Regions from separate parts of the Sus scrofa genome. Here region 1 is linked to region 2. Evidence: chromatin contacts called from public Hi-C data. All regions are on one chromosome and are shown on one strand. The core of a region is the stretch at or near the end of the contact, and the rest is flanking DNA. Distances in the headings are between cores, read along the strand shown.

Region 1 (3,288 bases), core at 211-2,710, 330 kb after region 2:
GACTTTTTCTTCTTGTTGAGACGAAAGGTACCAGTACCTTTGAGGACTGGTACTGGCTGTTCTGGAGTGGAGACTGGAGACCGGAGCAGCTGCAGTGGTTGTTGGGTGATGACATCAAGTCTCTTCCACCTCTGCGGCCCACTCTCTTCTGTCTTCCCAAGGAAGTGCCACTGGGATCCTCCTGCTCCGTCCTCTTCCTAAACACATGCTGACTGACAGCAACCACACATCTGTAGGGAAAACAAGAGCCTTTGTTGTGGAGAACATAGTAAGCTTTCAGGGGACCGGGAGCAGAAGAATTACAGAAGAGAAAGCTGGAACTGGTAGCTCAAGCCATCACCCTTCCGCTGGCTGGAACAACTGGACTGACCCTTTTAAGATGTGTTTGCAGGGTGGTGGGAACATGGATAGTTGTCAGCTTTGCAGAGCGCACGTGTGTGCGTGCATGTGTGTGTGTGCGCGCGCTTGCGCGAGAGTGTGTGGTCTCTATGCTGAAGTCAAGTGTGTGTTGGAGGACTACTTATCTCTTTGGTGAGACTAGTTTTGTTGTGGGGACGGGAGAAATGAGGTTCCTGTGCTCCTTCTTAGTACAAACAGGAAAATCCCCAAAGCCCTGCTCTCCAGCAACCTGGGCTGGTCCCTGGCTCCCTGTGCCACTTCTGGTTCCTGCCTTACACTGGAGCTTCTGGACATTGGACCCTCATTCCAGAGTCCTCTTGTCACAGGAGGAGGGCACCCTGGGTAAAGCTGGTGCTGTGCTCCCAGTTATACTGGGTCTGATCCTCTCGGGGAGAGGAAGAGCACCCACCCTCCCACCTCGGCCAGCCCTCCCACCTGGGCCAACCAGATGCACAAGGAGGCTTCCCCCAGGCTGCAGGGAAAGCTGCTCCAGAGCCTGCGACAGGATGTCTCCCATCACTTGGAGAATCACTTCTTTAGTAGTAAAGTAGTGCTCCTGCTTTATTTGGTGGTGTAGGTGTGCGTGAGAGCAGCAATGAGCAAGGACGACCTGCCTGTCACTACGTCCCTCTCCCTACACAGACCCCTCTTTGCCCTCACATCTGTTTCTCCCTCTCCCCAGCACCCCTAGCCTATTTATTAACTGGCAAGAGGGCAAATAAGGGGTCTTCTAGGGTTGACTTTGCTTATGTCGGTGGAGGATACCAAGCGCCACTTTGCCATCATCTGCTCCCTTATCTGGAAATTCCTCGCAGAACTGAGCTTTCTTTGCATCAAGGATCCAGAAAGAAAAACAAAAACCAAATCAAACCGTCACACACCAATAAAAAGTAAACTTTCCAGATGGAGGTAATATCTAATTAGGCAATAAAAGTAGAGACTGTGACACGGTTCAGTAAGAATGAGATTTTTGAAGTATGTTTCAGTTTTGTATGGTGGCTGGGAGACGGGGTGGGAGGGATGTGAAAGAAAGAGCACAGGGAAGCAGAGGTGAATCATTGCTCCTGTATGTCTGAGGCGAATGGTCCCTCCCTCCCTAGGTCACTGTGAGGAGTATGAGTCAGTTGTTACCAGCCTTGGAATTTACCTCCCCAGCTTGCAACAGCCCCTATGAGTTGAAAAACACCTTGTCTGCTTTCATTTTAGAATGTTAAAACTAATTTTTTTGTAATAAATGTTTATTTTTCACATTGAGTTTGTTGAAATCCTGAAGTTCTATATTAAAAGAATTGGGACTTTCAGAGTGACTTTGGACATTCAAAAATCTTACCTGTAGGAGTTCCCGTCGTGGCGCAGTGGTTAACGAATCCAACTAGGAACCATGAGGTTGCGGGTTCGGTCCCTGGCCTTGCTCAGTGGGTTAAGGATCTGGCGTTGCCGTGAGCTGTGGTGTAGGTTACAGACACGGCTCGGATCCCGCGTTGCTGTGGCTCTGGCGTAGGCTGGTGGCTACAGCTCCGATTCAACCCCTAGCCTGGGAACCTCCATATGCCGCGGGAGCGGCCCAAGAAATAGCAACAACAACAAAAGACAAAGGCCAAAAAAAAAAAAAAAAAAAAAAAAAATCTTACCTATAGTCTTTTTTTTTTTTTTTTTTTTTTGATCTTTTTAGGGCCATACCTGAGGCATATGGAGGTTTCCAGGCTAGGGGTCAAATCAGAGCTGCAGCTGCCAGCATATGCCACAGTCTCAGCCACAGCCACAACAACTCGGGATCTGAGCCACCTCTTCAACCTATACTGTAGTTCACACCAACACCAGATCCTTAACCCACTGAGTGAGGCCAAGGGTCAAACTCATATCCTATGGACACTAGTTGGGTTTGTTAACCACTGAGCCACGAAGGGAACACTCCCTGTAGTCTTAGAGATGACCTACAGAGTCTCGAAGTGACATTTCAACTGAACTTACTATCAGCCTGTACTTGGGATGATTCAAATGGACATTTCCTACATTAAAGGGAAGCCTGGGGGTTGGGGAATGAGGCAATTCCATAGAAATTAGTGTTTTAGACATGAACCCACCCTGATCAGGGATAAAATGATGGCATATTAAGAGTGTGTTTGTTGTCCCTGTCTTTTTTTTTTTTTTTTTTGCTTTTGCTTTTTAGGGCCACATATGGTAGGACACATGGAAGTTCCTAGGCTAGGGGTCAAATCGGACCTGCTACTGCAGGTAGCCTATGCCACAGCAACACAGGATATGAGCCGAGTCTGCAACCTACACTGCAGCTCACAGCAATACTGTTCCTTAAGCCACTGAGCAAGGCCAGGGATCCAACCCACGTCCTCATGGATACCAGTCAGATTTGCTACTGCTGAGCCCCAATAGGAACTCCGAGTTTCTTTTTTTTTTTTTTTTTTGTCCCTGTCTTAAGATCTGTGGATCAAGGCCAAGGGAGGGGAAAAATGGGAAGTAGGGTTGGTCCATTTGTGAATGAGGGGATGGTATGTTCTATGGGGCAAGGGGACAGCTTAGTAAAGGAGATAAATGAAGAAGTACAGCTTGCACTTAAAGAAATTTCTGGAGTTCCCGCTGTGGCACAACAGGATGGGCAGTGTCTTGGTAGCGCTGGGGCAAGGGACTCAGGTTTAATCCCTGGCCCGGCACAGTGGGTTAAAGATCCAGCATGGCCACTGTTGCTGCTTAGATTACAACCGCAGCTCTGATCTGATCCCTGACCCTTGAACTCCATATGCTGTGGGGCAGCCAAAAAAGAAGAAACAAAGAAAAACTTCTGTGTACCTCTTCCTATTATCCCTTTTTTGGTTGTGGTGGTGGTGAGGGTAACTTTTTGAATAATTACTATCATCCACTACCTTATTTATT
Region 2 (3,202 bases), core at 324-2,823:
GACACATGACACCTTATCCTAGTGTCATTCAGTGGCGCCTAGTTTTATTACTTCTTGGCTGTCTTCAGTAAATTCACATTACCACATAAATTTTTTTTTTGTTACTGTGGTAAAATACACGTAACATAAAATTTACCATCTTAACTCTTTTAAAGTGCTGTTTAAACTACATTCATATTGTTATGCAACCATCACTGTTACCAATTTCCAGAATTCTCTTCATCTTGCAAAACTGAAACTTTGTAACTATTAAACAATAACTGATTCTTCCTGCCCCCCAGTAGAATTCTATTTTCTGTATCTATGATGTTTGATCACTCTAAGTACTTCATATAAATGGAATGTGTCTTTTTGTGATAGGCTTATTTAGCATATCTTCAGGGCTCATCCAATGCTCACCCAATGTTGTAGTAGTATGTCAGAATTTCACGATTTTCTAAGGCTGAAAATATTTCATTGTATAAGGCTCACGTTACTTTTTGTCACATTAAGAACCTTGGCCTTTAGCAACAAGTTTCTTATATTTTGCACTCAGGAAGGGTCACCACACCTAGGTAGGCCATTTTTTTCCCTCTAGGATCTCAATTCACCTCTTAAAGGGAGGAAGTGAGGCAGAACAGAGAAAGATGTGGCAATGGGCTGAAATGATTATTCAAATGAATAAGTTCCTGGACAGTATTCTCAGGCTAGACACGTAGGAGAGCTGAATTAAGGAGTTAGATTTTAGAGGACCAGAAAATGAACCTAAAAAACTAGGCTGTTTTTTAGTGTTCATTTCTTTTTGTATTCTTATGTAAAAACTGTAGAGGAGACTGAGATACATGCTGAGGTGGCAACCCTCAAAAGTTCTCTACAGAGGGTAAGACCACAGTGCGCCAGAGCATGGGAGGAAGAATGGCACATACTTTTAGAAATTGGAGCAGATGTGAGGAGAGGTTCTCCTCTAAAGGACTTTTCCTCAGTAGTTTCCGCTATGTGAGGTCAGATGAGACCTAGGATAGCCCAGAACACCAGGACTCTCCCCTCATACCCCCAGAGGCCACTTTCAATGTGGGCTAGTCTTTGACTCTCCTCTCCTTGCCAGGAACTGGGGAGCCTGTGCCAGGGCCTTTCCCCATGATCGGTCTCTGAGAAGGCAGAGCTTTCACACATCTGACCTTAATGGTCAGTGGGACTCTGGGAAAGTCCTGAGAGATGAGCGAGGTGCCTGAGTTCACCCCCATCACACCTTACCTGGCTCAGGAAAAATCACCCATCTACTCATCACTATTTCTGGCCAGAGTTTCTCCCTAAGGCAATGCCCTGGGGGGAGCTACTTCCCTGAGTACACAGTGATGTTGTCATATTAATCACGTCTTTCTGGGCAGAAGTGGTGGCAATCTTCCAACAGGAATTTGTAGTTCCTTCCCCATTCTGAGTTGAATAACCAAAGTTTCTTGGCTCTTAGAGCCTCTCATATCTCTCACCACCACCAGAAACCACACACACCCCCCACCCCTCACTTCCTTCTAAAATTTGCTTCTGTCCTTGACTCTTTGCTATCCCATCTTCCACTACGTCCTTCTTCTCATGACTCTAATACTTATGTAATTTAAGGATTTGGCAGCAAGAGACAGTCAGTGTAGGGTGTGGGGGGGACTAGTTGTAAAACTAATCTCCACTAGAGGGAGACTTAGCCTTAAGAAAGAAAACTGGGTATGAAATTTGTGATGTTGAGAGGGAGCAGAGGTATTAACTCATTTATATAGCGTTTGTATTTAGCCAACTATCTCTTTATAAAAAACTACTGTGATAATTTATTGGTTTATTTTAGGAATTACTTTTGTTTTTACTTAATTTTATTTTATAATTATGTAAAATATTTACATGGTTCTAAAATCAACTATGGGATTTCCTGCTGTGGTTCAGTGGTTTAAGGATCTGGCATCACTGCAGCTGCTGTGTGGGTCTCGGGTGTGGCTCGGATTTCATCCCTGACCTCTGGGGAATTTCCATATGCTGAGAGTGTGGGAGAAAGAAAGAAAGAAAGAAAGAAAGAAAGAAAGAGGGAGGAAGGAAGGAAACTCTGCAAAACAAGGTATATTCAAAGAAGTTTATCTTCTGCCCTTTTCCACTTTATTTAAAGTCTTTCCACTTTATTTTTTCTCTCTCCCTAAAGGGAGAAAAATATCTCTTATTTTTCCATCGTTTTTCTGTTAGAAACACATATTTATATCTGAACATAATAGGACACTACTCACATGTGCTACATCTTGCTCTTTTCACTTACAAGTATTTCTTGGAGATTGCTCCAGAGCAGCATCTTCCTCATTACTTTTTATGGCTGCATAGTACTCCATTGTGTGGAGATACCATGGTTATTACTGATAGACATTTGGGTTGTTTCCAGCCTGTAGCTGTTACAAATAATGCTACATTTAATAGTGCACATTTCTTTTCTTATTTATTTATTTATTTGCCAGAATAGCTTTGGGATAGATTTCTAGAAGTGGGATTGCTTAATAAAAAGACACTGAGGAGTTCCCCTTGTGGCTCAGTGGTAACTAATCTAACTGATATCCATGAAGAAGTGTGTTTGATCCTCCATCAGTGGGTTAAGGATCTGGCATTGCCGTGAGCTGTGGTGTAGGTTGTAGACGTGACTCAGACCTGCGTTGCTGTGGCTGTGGTATAGGGCACAGATATAGCTCTGATTTGACCCCTAGCCTGGGAACTTCCATATGCCAGGGTTGTGCCCCCCTCAAAAAAAAAGCCTGTTTCCTCACAGACTGACAAACAGAGCATGTTATCAAAGTTTTGGATGTATATACATACTCTCATATGCTATCTCCATTTTTAAAATTTCCATTAAAAAAAAAAAATCAGAAGGGAGTTCCCATTGCGGTTCAGTGGAAACGCATCCAACTAGAAATCATGAGGTTGCGGGTTCAATCCCTGGCCTTGCTCAGTGGGTTAAGGATCCCGAGTTGCCGTGAGCTGTGGTATAGGTTGCAGATGCAGCTTGGATCTGGCATTGCTGTGGCTGTGGTGTGGGCCAGTGGCTACAGCTCCAATTAGACCTCTAGCCTGGGATCTTCCATATGCCATGGGTGAAGCCCTAAAAAGAAAAAGAAAAAAAATTATGAGCAATGTTGAACATAATTTCATCTTTTTGTATTTCTTTCTCTGTGATATGCCTGATTATGCCCAGTTTTTTTCTATA

Evidence for each region. Hi-C and Micro-C count contacts between places; a contact is called where the count stands out from the background.
Region 1: a Hi-C map of embryonic fibroblasts shows a contact between it and region 2, with 2.4 times the contacts expected there. The contact joins two enhancer-like sites. A contact is called at or near these places in 3 of 47 Hi-C or Micro-C datasets (embryonic fibroblasts, retroperitoneal adipose tissue and subcutaneous adipose tissue).

The regions. Positions count from the first base shown.
Region 1 is chr4:89,448,236-89,451,523 of Sscrofa11.1, forward strand. No RefSeq gene overlaps it. Among named protein-coding and RNA genes, the nearest start is that of F11R, 25 kb to the left of the region's middle. Within about 2 kb of position 1,461, at least 15 of the 83 cell types and tissues checked have an H3K27ac peak or open chromatin away from gene starts, as enhancers often do. A contact at or near this core is called in embryonic fibroblasts, where this site is marked.
Region 2 is chr4:89,118,453-89,121,654 of Sscrofa11.1, forward strand. All of the region lies in intron 1 of CFAP126 (protein Flattop), which reads left to right. Among named protein-coding and RNA genes, the nearest start is that of CFAP126, 12 kb to the left of the region's middle. Within about 2 kb of position 1,574, at least 12 of the 83 cell types and tissues checked have an H3K27ac peak or open chromatin away from gene starts, as enhancers often do. A contact at or near this core is called in embryonic fibroblasts, where this site is marked.